2 separate regions of the Gossypium arboreum genome follow, and region 2 is linked to region 1. A link is a contact called in public Hi-C data. All regions are on one chromosome and are shown on one strand. The core of a region is the stretch at or near the end of the contact, and the rest is flanking DNA. Distances in the headings are between cores, read along the strand shown.

Evidence for each region. A called contact is a pair of places that touch in the nucleus more often than the background predicts.
Region 2: a Hi-C map of leaf shows a contact between it and region 1, with 2.3 times the contacts expected there. The contact joins the promoter of LOC108467116 here to the enhancer-like site in region 1. A contact is called at or near these places in 2 of 5 Hi-C or Micro-C datasets (both in leaf).

The regions. Positions count from the first base shown.
Region 1 is chr13:21,365,642-21,371,948 of ASM2569848v2, reverse strand. No RefSeq gene overlaps it. Among protein-coding and RNA genes, the nearest start is that of LOC108461644, 7.7 kb to the left of the region's middle. Within about 2 kb of position 2,973, at least 1 of the 2 cell types and tissues checked has an H3K27ac peak or open chromatin away from gene starts, as enhancers often do. A contact at or near this core is called in leaf, where this site is marked.
Region 2 is chr13:21,422,101-21,428,407 of ASM2569848v2, reverse strand. It overlaps LOC108467116 (pentatricopeptide repeat-containing protein At1g26900, mitochondrial), which reads right to left and starts at 2,373. Exons shown (of 1, transcript XM_017767635.2): 1 at 277-2,373. The coding sequence starts at 2,267. The coding sequence ends at 528. It overlaps LOC108467115 (PH, RCC1 and FYVE domains-containing protein 1), which reads left to right. Exons shown (of 9, transcript XM_017767634.2): 9 at 1-286.

The DNA.
Region 1 (6,307 bases), core at 1,724-4,223:
AGTTAATAGTATTTGTAAATAAATCTTGTCAAATTTGATATTTAAAAATTGATTTAAAAATTAATCAATGAAATAACTTTAAAATTAAATAAAAAATAAAAAGTTAAAAGTAAAAGTAAAAGAATAAAAAATTAAAAGAAAATATTGTTTTCTAAAGTAAAATGAAAAGAAAGTTGGATGATTGAGTGGTTAATGGTTAACACAAGAAATGAAAATGCAAAAAAACCCAAATTTCATAATTGAGTTTTGGATCTAAATCAGGTGTTGCGTTCATTTTTAACAATCACCTCTTAAAGAAATTGCTTTAAAGAATATTCTTTTAAAATATTAAATAGATAGTTGATTATTAAAATCCTAAATTTATTTAATATAATAACTTAAAATAGTGTGCTAATATTTTCATGTTAGTGGTGGGATTCGTGTACTAGCTCAATTAAAAAACTCTTCCCGTCTAATGTCTTATTTTAGATCCCTGTTACCTTCTAATTTAATATTTAATTTATAAGTTTGTTGTTCTTTTAAAATAAACTTTTACAACATAATTGATTTATCTTTTATGTAATATTAACGAATAATATTTTTTTTTTAAAAAAAAAAATAATCACGTCATACCACTAAAGGTGCTAGCAATATTATAAAAATAGAAAAAAGTACATTAAATAAAGGGATTAAGATCAGCCTTAGGCTAACTCTTTTCTATTTACGTCTCACCAGTATTATCTCCAAAACTTAAACTTTGAATTGTTTATTTATAAACAAATTTATAGGAAACCCTAATTTGTTGGCAGCGTTTTATGGAATAAAGAGTTAGGGTGGAAGTGATATTAAGAGGGATGTTGCCAAATCTCGGTGTTGTTATTTATTAAATTTTTAAACATGTATGGGTTTTACTGAAAAAGAAAACTTGTGATGATGATCATCAATTTCCATAAAATCGAAAACCTTGATTTACTTCACAACTTGCTTAATGAGAGAGACATCTATTGTAACTTTGGGTTGGTTAGTATTATTAAATTTAAGAAGCCCTACTTGGTCTTGCTATAATTTCAAGTTATAACTTGGACTGTATCTAAACATATAATATCTTTAAGGGATTATTAATAATTTAACAAGGTTTTTGTTTGATAAAATAAAGTAATTTTTTACACAATATTAATTATTATAAAAATAAAAACTCTAAATAATTAACAAAATTAAAATCTAATCCTTATACGTCATATTAGTCACAATATGATTACAAATAAAAATAACAAAGAAAAAAAAACATCATACACAATTTTATTTAACTCTAGCATTTAACATATACTCATTAATTTGTTTATCCATGACTAACCTTTTCATTATCTGAATCGAAATTTGAATCTGTATCATTAAAATTATTAAGATCTTCTTCTTCTTCTTCTTCTTCTTCTTCTTCTTCTTCTTTGTACTCTTCAAAGTATAGGTCATTCCAATTCTACTAACAAGTGACGCTATAAAGTATACAACATGTTACCAAAGTATGGGTCATCCCAATTCTACTAACAAGTGAAGCTATGAAGTACACAACATGTTACCACAATCTGACCTTTTTTTTTAGACTACATTGAAGTGGTGTTATTAATATTGGGAAATTTTTTTTATAGTAGTAAATATCCTATCAACCATATATTAAAGCTTTAAATGTCTTAAATTAAAGAGTTCACAATTCATCTCTAGGGCTTGTGTTTAGCTTCATTCTTTCAAATGATATTATACCCCACGACATGATGTAAGAGAACATTTTATATTTGCTTAACCAACTTTGTGGATTTCCAGATGCAATTTTTATAATTACATAATAAATATAAAATTATATTTAAAATATATATTTCATAAAATTAAAATATTTTATTATATTATTGTATTAAAATATTTTTATAAAGTTGTATGAAAATAATTGGTAATTACTTGTAATTATCCACGTAGTTATCTCAATTCTCTGTCTCCCCCCTAAGAATTGTAGAGTGTAAATAGAATGCTCCAATTACACTTAATTCTAAAGGACCCACCAATTGAATGATTATATAAATATATCACTCTTGTGTAATCACAAATAATTACACCCAAATCTAATAATTAAGTGGCTTTTCAAACATTATCAAAATGTATAATATATATATATATATATATATATATATATATATATATAAAAGTTCTGTTTTTCGCATTTGAGATGGGTCAAAAATAGAAATATATTTAGTAAAATAATTTAATTCTTTAAAGAGAATACAAGTACAAATACAAATTGTAATCAATACAACCAAATAACTACAACCACAATCAACATTATAAAATAGGATAGGATCTATATCATGGAACTTATATCAAAATAAATTTATATAAAAAACTACATATAAAAAAGTTTTGAATAACGTTTCTATAAATCAAGAAAATATGAGCTATTTAAATCCAAAGGAATAATGAAAATTCAAATATAAGCCATTTTTATATATATATATAAAAAGTTAGCATGAATTTTACATATCTATATGAGATAAATCTTCAAAAAGTCGGGGCACCCAAAATTTACATGGCCATGTTGGAGCTAATCAAATTTTTTTTTTTGAAGAACAAGGTTTGCCAAATATCAAGTTTCTTTTCAAAATTTTAATATATATTTTAATCTCTAAATTCCTATTTAATTATGCTCATCTAAAAAAATACAATACATATCTTAACTATTTAAACTCAACTTTCAAAAATTTTTAACAATAATAATATTCATTAACTAAATCAATACATAATCGTCTCTCAAATATCAATTATTATTATTTTTAAATAAGAGCTTATTTAAAAAACAAATTGCATTATAAAATAAAGAAACATATATACTCAACGCCCATGTGCTACTTCACCTACCAATGATGAAAAGAAAAGAGCATGTGGGTTAGGGTGAAGGGGTTAGTTCGTTGGTGCCTTGAAAGTGTCATTCACGTGGTTCCTCGACCTAATTTTAAGTGCTTCTTCCATCTCCATGCAACATATGGATCCATCTTTGCCCTTTTCGTTATACCTTCTGCCTCAAATGTTTGCGCTGGCGCCAACACCATGATTAGGTTTTACTATAACACCCTATCTTCTTTTCATATCTTCCCAAAGGCAATCAAAGTAAAATCCTTTTCGCGGTAAAAGTTTTCGCCTCAACTACTCAATATTTTATTAAGGGTTAAAGATAAAATTATAAATCTTTAGAGGAGAAGTTGACAATTTTATGTTAAGAGAACCTATTTTGAATTATAAATGATTATGGGTAAATTGAGATTTCAATCATATGAACTTAGAGAGCCAATACTCTACCTGCCCCTTGAGGCCACTTTGTATATTTTTGTTAACTTGTATAGTATAACTAAAATTAAATATATGTATTATATAAATTTTGGTAGGTTAATAATATATAGGACTCCATTCAAATTATAGTATGTTATTTCTTTTTGGAATTACAAATATAATCCTTGTTAGCATCTCCTTAGGAAGAAAACAAGCTGGATATTATCTTTGGACTGATGAAGTCTTTAGGCATACAAGTTCAAGGAAAGACTATGGGACTGTCAAACTATATGCTCTGAGACACTCTCTGATGCTTAAGTGAATAGGGGGAAGGTGATGAGAACTTGTGGGAATGCTTTAGTAGAGTAATCGTAATAGTGAGGGTACCTGTGAAGAAGAATATATCTTGGTATTTATATCGATGGTCCATTGGTGCCCAGAAGTTGCTAATTGCATGAGAGCGTATAAAAGATAAATCGTTCCTTGCACGTTATTAGTTGGGGATAGTGTCCTTAATTCGACAAGATTGTGTCACTAAGCCTTTTATTGATATTACACTGTAACCTACAACATGCACTATTATTAAATTGATAGTTAGTTATTACATGCGTGTTGTGTTCGCTAGCTATTTTTCAAGGTTTGATCTGTATAGCTTTACTAATTTCTTACGGTTTTGGGTATATTCTCTTAGGTCTAAATTTGATTTCCTTATGTTGGTATTGATGGAAAAATAGGTTATGAAAACCGATTTGTTGCATAACGAAAATTTAATTTTTTTCATAATATTGGACCTTTGGTTGTGATATATATAGTAATAAGTTTTATCTAATTTAGTACTTGTGTTTCTGAGCTAGGATGATTCAATGAATCCTAAATCTAGCTTTTAAATCCTTCTGGCTTATAATAGAATGATTTTCTTCATTATTCATGAACCCTCAGATGCTAAGAGAATAAGATCTTTTCAAGAACTAGACATGGGATAAAATTGAGATTTTCTAGTGAGAAAAACTTAAATTCTCTAGGCAAAATCCAAAACAAAAACTTTAATCTCACATATTTGAATTATAATTGTTAAGGAGTTTGCAATTATAATCTCACAAATTCATACACTAAGTACTCATGAAAAATAGAATTTATTCAATTTTAAGGAAAATAACCTAAATAAATTGTAACACCTTTTACCCGATCTGAATCACCGAGTCCGAATATAGAATGTTACGATACACAAACATTTAGCACAAATTTTTAAACCATCTACATATGATCCTTTTTCAACATTCTTTATATTATTTTAATAAAGGCTTTTTGAAAAAAAGAGGTAAAAATAACATTCAAGAATACAACAAACTTTTAAAAATAATATAGTACATTACAGCACAAAAGTTTGTTAAAGACAGACTTTTCTTGGCATAGAGAACTAAACGCCATACTTCTAAAAGGCCCTCTGTATGCAAAATATTCTAACTCACCGTTTTTCTCTAGCGCATCCTTAGCTTAGTCCCTCCTAGTGTACTCATTCACACAGCAGGACTTGAAACATGAACAAACAATTTGTAAGTTCTTACGAACTTAGTGAATTTTAATACAGAATACCTTGGAGTCTTTTTATTTGAATTCTTTATCTTAAAAGTTTGGGTTACCACTTTGCCTTTGGCAAATTCTTTAACAATAATGGATATATTCCTATACGCCAACTTCCATACTTAACATATCACTCTTACTTCACTCCTTGACTAATTCCAGATCTTACTAGTCAATATAGATCTTAATCCTTCTTAGAACACAAAATACTTCTCAAAAGGATATCTATATAGAACCCACTTCCAACGAATTCCCATACCGGGTTTAACAACTGTCAGACCACCAATCAGATCATATCCTGAATCAAACCCATAACCACTTTATACTAATGATGAAATGTTCCAGATCATTCAGAAGAATTCCATACGTCCATGTTACATAGCACAAGAACCCCAGATTAGCAAATGGTTCAGATTCCAAATAACCCCAGAATGAGACATGATACTACTCATATATGATAAATACCAGATAAATTAGATTTCAACCCTTCACTGCATAGACAAACTCAGACCAGAGAGTACTTATAGCTTTCATAACTATGAATACACCCTCTTTAGAAATGCGGATACATACTTTCTTTTAGGAACCGTCCCGCAAGACCCATTTAATTTTATCACAAGACTAACCAACCAAGTTCACTTCAGTTGTATTAGATCCTTATCACAGAATCATCTATCGAAGAGATATCAGAACTTACCATAAAGGCGGATAACCAGATTTTACCATGTAGGCATATCCAAATACGCCACATAGGCGTTATAATTCGACACAAAGGCAACACAGAATACGCCACTAAGGCTTAGCAGATCATGCCACGCAAGCAACACATATAATCAAATTTTTACTGCCCCGACAAACTTTTGCAGAAGGTACCATGGGTTTCTCCCTCATGGACTTATACATATCTTCATGTTGTGATTTGCTAGTTAGATTTTCATATTACCGAAGCTGTAACACCTCTATACCCAACCCGACTATCGGATCAAGTATAGAAATGTTACATTGATTGTAAAAAACTCTAATAGTAATATCTAAATAAAAATATCGTTATAATTTAATGGTATTCAAGATAAGCTGGAATAAAAATTTTCAACCATTCTTGCATTTCGAACAATTTACTAAAGTGAAATAACAACAATTGTGAAAAATAGGAGACATGGCTGTGTGCCTCGATTATGTATGCCTCTGTGCCCATGTGGTTCCAAAAAAATATTTTTTTCAGTATCCACATGGCCGTGTGGATTTCGGGAACCATGTTTAAGTTGAAATTCAAGGGAGAATATGCCAAATTAATCCCTAAGGTTTACCTAGTTTAACCCTTATTCAAATCTCAAAATGTTAAACCAATTTAATTCAAATATAAATAGTAATTAAGCATATTAAAACTCAATTTTCTTATACCACTTCATTAACTTATAATTTAGGCAAACATCTAGTT
Region 2 (6,307 bases), core at 1,124-3,623, 57 kb before region 1:
GAGCTTGAATGCTGTCGGTTTCTCTTGAAGAAGACTGGCTTGTGTATAAGAAATTTGCAGGTAGAGTGAGAAATATATATTAAGAATGTAGGCAAGAAAGTGAAAGGATTTAAGAATTGCATTGTGAGGATTGAGGAATCCCTAGTAACTTTTGCTGCTTTTTTTTTCTTTGTTTTTCTTGGATTCTAAGGTTTCTAATAGATATTTTCTTTGGAGCGTTTTGTTACCTTTTTTTGTACACAAAGTGAAAAAAAAAAAAATCAGAGAAGCTCTACATTTCTTTCAATTATGAACTCCATCTTATAAGCCCTTCAATTGATTATATCTCTAATCTCTAAACAAGTGGAATTCATATGGGAATAAACATAGGATAAAGAACCTTTCAAGCATCTAAAAGAAGCTGCATTTTCCTGCAATGCACTTGATCCTATATCTATTTGAAAATAAATAAATAAATGGAGGGAAAAAGAAAAAACTGATCTTGTTAGACATACCGAGTAATCTGCAGGTTGATTGTGTGAAGTTTGTTAGGAATTATGATCAAACCCTTCATTTTCCATCTCAATTATGCTATATCCAGCTTCCTTAAGCATCTTATCTTCCTTTCCAACTGACCTAATCCCAGCCCTTTTGAGCATTTCTTTTTCCATTGCCTGCATCCTGGTTTGATCCTGCAACCTTCCAGCAATAGCATATGTACTAGAAAGAAGGATTGAATCTGTTGGAAGTTGATTATAAGATCCCACCAATATGCCCTTCACACATTCCCCCAACTCAACGTTCCCGTATACTCGGCAAGCTGAAAGCAGTGCACGCCATGCAGTAGCATCGCCTTTAATGGGCAAGCTTTTGATTAAATCATGTGCTTCTTCTAGCAATCCAGCACGGCCAAAAAGATCAATGATACATCCATAGTGTTCGACTTTCGGCAAGATACCATATTGAATCATCTTCTCAAAGCAACTTGTCCCCTCTGTGATTAGCCCTCCATGACTGCAGGCACTCAAAACTGTTAAGAAAGTGACTTCATTAGGTCTAAAGCCTTCTTCCTCCATTTGATAAAATAACCTAATGGCATCTTGGGTAAAACCATGCACTCCGTAACCTGAAATCATCGCAGTCCAACATTTTACATCTTTGCTCTCCATCCTATGAAACACATCAACGGCCTTGTTTAAAACACCACACTTTGCATACATATTGACGAGAGCCGTCCCGATAACCGCATCCAGTGGTATTCCTTCCTCTTCCACATAATCACCTATGCAAAGTCCTATATTTATAGCTCCGGAGGCAGCACAAGCTGAAAGCAAAGATACCAATGTAGTCGAATTAGGCTTTACTTGCATAACTTTCATGAGACGTAGTAAAGCTAAAGACTCTTCAAGCAGGCCATTTTCAGCATACTTGCTGATCATACAATTCCAGAGTACAACATCCTTTGCTACAACCTCATCGAAAGCCCTACGCCCTAAATAAACATTCCCAGTTTTCGCATACATATCGATTAAAGCAGATACCAGATTTGAATCAAAACAAAACCCAAGTTTCAAACAATGCCCGTGAATTGACTCTCCCCCAAGTGAATCCCGTACTTCACCCATAGCCAATAGAACAGTCAAAAACGTAGTGACACTCATTGTCAAACAATTCCAACGCATTTGTCTGAACAAACCTATGACAGTATCAGGTTTAGAAACATCAAGATACCCACCCATCAGAGTGTTCCACGAAACGACATCGTTCCTTTCAGGACTTTCATCGAACAAGTTATGAGCATCAAACATTCTTCCACAAACACTGTAAACACGCAAAAGGGTATTCTTAACATTGATGAAAAACAAATGCCCAGATCTCAAAGCCAACCCGTGAATCATTTGACCGTTAAAAATTGCCAATTCACGGCCACATGCTTTAAGCGTAGTAATGAAAGAGAACTGATCGAGAAAAATCCCATCTTTAGCCCTCAAGTTATTGAAAACACTAAAAGCTTGTTTTGGGTTATTGCTAATGGAAAAGCCTCTAAGGATGCAATTGTACATGAAGAGATTTGGGTTGTCAATTTGCTTGAAGACGGAGGCTGCATATTTTATATCTTGCAGTGAAGAAGAAAGAAGAAGCTTGCTTATAATGAAAGGGTCATTATCAAGTCCAGTTTTAATGATACAGCCATGAATTTGAGAGATTTCAGTAATTTGCTTGCATGATTTTAATATGGAAACGATGGTTGAAGGATGTGGGCCAAAGTTTGAAGGTTTGAATAGCATCGGCTAAGTTCGTTAGACAGTTTTTTTTTTTTTTTTTTCGCACGACAGGTTCACTGCTTCAGGGTTCTTTGGCAGACAACTTTTCCACAGTTACCATGTTACGGTGTTGTTGACTTGCATTCATGAGCTGGGCTTAGGCCCAAGCCCAAGTCCAAGCTTGGCCATCTTAGCTGACAATCGATTGGTTTATCAGTGCAAACGAGAGATTGGTTTGTCGGCATAAACAACTAATCTCTGGTAACAAAGTGGCAACTCATTTGAAATTACTTCCTTAACTAATAAACAACTTTATAACTGAATGTCCAATCTTTAACTTACCGATAACATTAAAAACTAGAAAGACCTAATTCTAACTAATAAACTTATCTCGACGTGATTCATTAAGCTATATCACACGTCCGCACCACATAATCATAAACTATACAATTTATGTCGTTTGTCACTAGTATTAGAATGAAAAAAATAATTATAGATTTATTTAGTCTAATTGATAAAAAAATCATTCTAAGTATCAAATACTAGCCAATATTTAATAAATTCAAACACTTGTAATTAGAACTAAATATATGTGAATATTAAAGAACAATAAAGGATTAAAGCCCAAATTAATTCTCATGAATTTATTGAATCAAACTTTTAATTAACCTTCAACTAGAAAAGGGAGTTTAGGAAGTCATATAGTTGGGAAAATGCAATAAACAAGAAGATACTACAAAGTAAGAAAAACTAGCAAAAACCCTAACTCCCTCTAAAAATATAATATTTATATTGTCTAATTAACCTAAGCTAAGTTATAGAAGCTTGCTTGGGATCATAAAACTCTTAAAAGACCAAAATACCCTCTAAACTTGATTAAAATGTGGAGGATTTCATTAAGACAGTAGAGCCTATGTTGGGGAGCCAAGGGTATGATGCAGGGGCGCATGGGATACAAAGAGGGGGGCTCGACTGGTCGCACGCTGGGGCGTCGATGTGTGGTGTTGGAGTGTCGATTCTTGCGTGATGGGGTGCCATGCTCGGTCAGGGGCATTAGGCTCACTCGAGTCACTTGGTTTCAGCTACGCCTCATCCCATTTGACTCGTATCCTCATTTTAGCTTCCAATAAACTTCAAATCTAAGCCTCAAGTTTTTATAAACCTGGTTGAAGGCTATAATTAAATATCAACTATTGAAATCTTATAAAAATAAAAGCATAATTAACTAGAAAGACAATTAAACATAAAAAAGACACGAAACATGTACAATGATAAGTGATATTTCATTTAAAAATCGAACAAAATGTTAAACATAAGAGTGTTAAATATATGAAATATGAACATTCGTTGTTACCAATTTGAAAGATTGAGTCTTTGGAATGCGAATACTTTTTGGAAGCAGTTTGCAATGGAACAAAACAACAAGATTGATATTTTTGAAATTTTGCATACTAAGTTTACACACATTCATTAAACACAATAAAGAATTTTAAGTTAGTCCCAGCATATATGGAACAAAAAATGAAGTTTCTTTATTTTATGTACTAATATAATCTTTCCTAATTTTCATTTATTTCCAATAACATCTTTATTTGAAAATTTTTGGTAGTTTCAAAAATAAAACAATTAAGTCCCTTCATCATAAACGCATTCAAAATTGAAATTTGCATTAATAAAGGACTTACTTTTAGAAAAAGTGTGATAAAAATGTTGTAGAAAAATGTAGTTTGTTAATGTTTAGTATTCTTTAGAAAGTAAAAAATTATTAAGTTATGTAATTTTAAATAATTTAATATAATGATAAATGAAATATAAACTTTACATACTTGTTAAGTAATTAATATAAATCATTTGTAAAATTAATGATATATAAAATATAATAATAAATAAAGTTTAAATAATTTAATATAATGATACATAAAATATAAATTAATCTATTTTTAAAATAATTAATATAAATAAAGATATTTTAAATAATTTCACTTTCATACGCAAAAGCCAAAAGCATGTAAATCTTAGCTTTTATGTTTGGATGGAAAACATTTTTTGACCACTCTTTTGACTCCAAAAGCCAATGCTCTCATTACTTTTGCGGTGAGAAAACACTTTTGACTTAAAAGTAATTTTCCACCGTAATGGAGAACACATCCTAAGCCTTTTGATTGATGAAATTTCTCATTGACCATTAGTTCTCTTAAATGTTACTGATGTGACAGTTGACAATTGCTAAATAATTTATTTTTTCCAAGTAGCGATTCAAAGTGGCAAATAATATATAAACCATGGTAGTCAATATCGATATGGTACCAATTGTACCAACCGGTACGTACCGTTTTAGACTTAAATCGGTACCAAGTAGTCTATCTTCTGTTTCAGTCCAAAATTTGATGCGTTTCAGCCCATTTTGATCAATATCGTATTGTATTTGCAAGGTACAAACAAATTGTATTGATTGGTGCAAATTGTTGATATTTTAAATTAATTTTTAAGTTTTTTTGTCTTAAGCACTTTAATTGTTCTATAATTATATTTAAAATTAAATTCTATTAAATTAAATTATTGAACCTAATTAATAATTTTAAATTTTTATTTACATATAAATATGTTTATATGAATGTAGTTGAGATATATTTATGTAGTATATATAATATATGATTTTTTTATCAAACTAATATAACTTATTAAGAAACTAAAAAATCAATCTGAAATATATGTGAAAAATATTTAAATATGTACATAATTTATCAAGAAACTAAAAATAAGACAATAAATATATACATCTGAAAAATATTTAAAAATATCGATAAACTCGAAATGATACATCAAACATGGCGATATTGATATGCACCAATACCTAACCAAAACCAATATGCTCAGCGATATTGACTATCTTAATAAAACTTAAAGATATGGAAATTGGAGAAAAAATTAAAGCGATAATTAATTAAATCATTAAATGTAATTAAACAATAAAAGTAATTAAATATAAAAATAAAAAATTGTCATTTTCATTTTCATTTTTATTTTTTTTCTTCTTTTTCAAAAAAAACTTAAACCCTTTTCTTCTTTTCTCAATCACCCAAGCTATTGCCCAAAGTCCTTATCACTCCGATCAACTCATCTTCCTCATCTTTTCTCTGATTTCTAATTAGTTTTGTTAGAATCATAAAACAAGATCTGATCAAAACTTAAATAAGAATAAAATTATATGCGGAAGCGTACCTAAATCTATTGTTGGAGATTGCCTAGAAAGATTTGATTTTCCAAGAAAATAGATGTTCTTTTAGTATAACTCTCTGATGGAGATAAAAAAGAAATACGAGATATATACTATTTCTTGGGGACCACTACCCCTTTTTAAATAATCGGCTATTAAATCTATTTTGGATATTTATAATTTGGCCCCTCATCAAATTATAAGTACAACTTATGGTATCTACATATTATTTCCATGACACTTTAATACCTATGACACTTATAACATAATTAGTCGCTTGATTTTGTATCACATTTTATAATAGCATTATACATTATACATGAGTCCACAATTGAGGATTTTAATCCAACGATCTCATTTGAACAACATATGTTTCTTGATAAATGTAAAACCTTGTAAGCTCAAAATTTACTATCATAAATAGGTATTTTATAACAATCTCATTCATCAACTATATCCATATAGGATCAAAGCAGTCATTGTCATATTAATCATGACTAAACTCATCAATGGTCACATATATAACTATAGTAAAATGACATTGATTAATCATGGATGCGTAGCATGAAAATTACATGTAATGTGAACCAAACATGCTTATTTCCAATTGGTCATCTTTAAGCTTAAGTGAGGTCAGTATCAAACAGACTAAATAAATTGAATACTTCAATTCTGATAAGAAAATAATCAAATACATAAATGTCTGAAGACAAACATAAAGCAAATTAATTACAAGCTCCCACTAAACCATGATGTCTTCAAATAATATAAACACTTATATGAGTAGTGTGCTCATGAAAGACCTTGGGTAGTAAACCTTTTGTGAGCGGATATGTTATCATAGAAT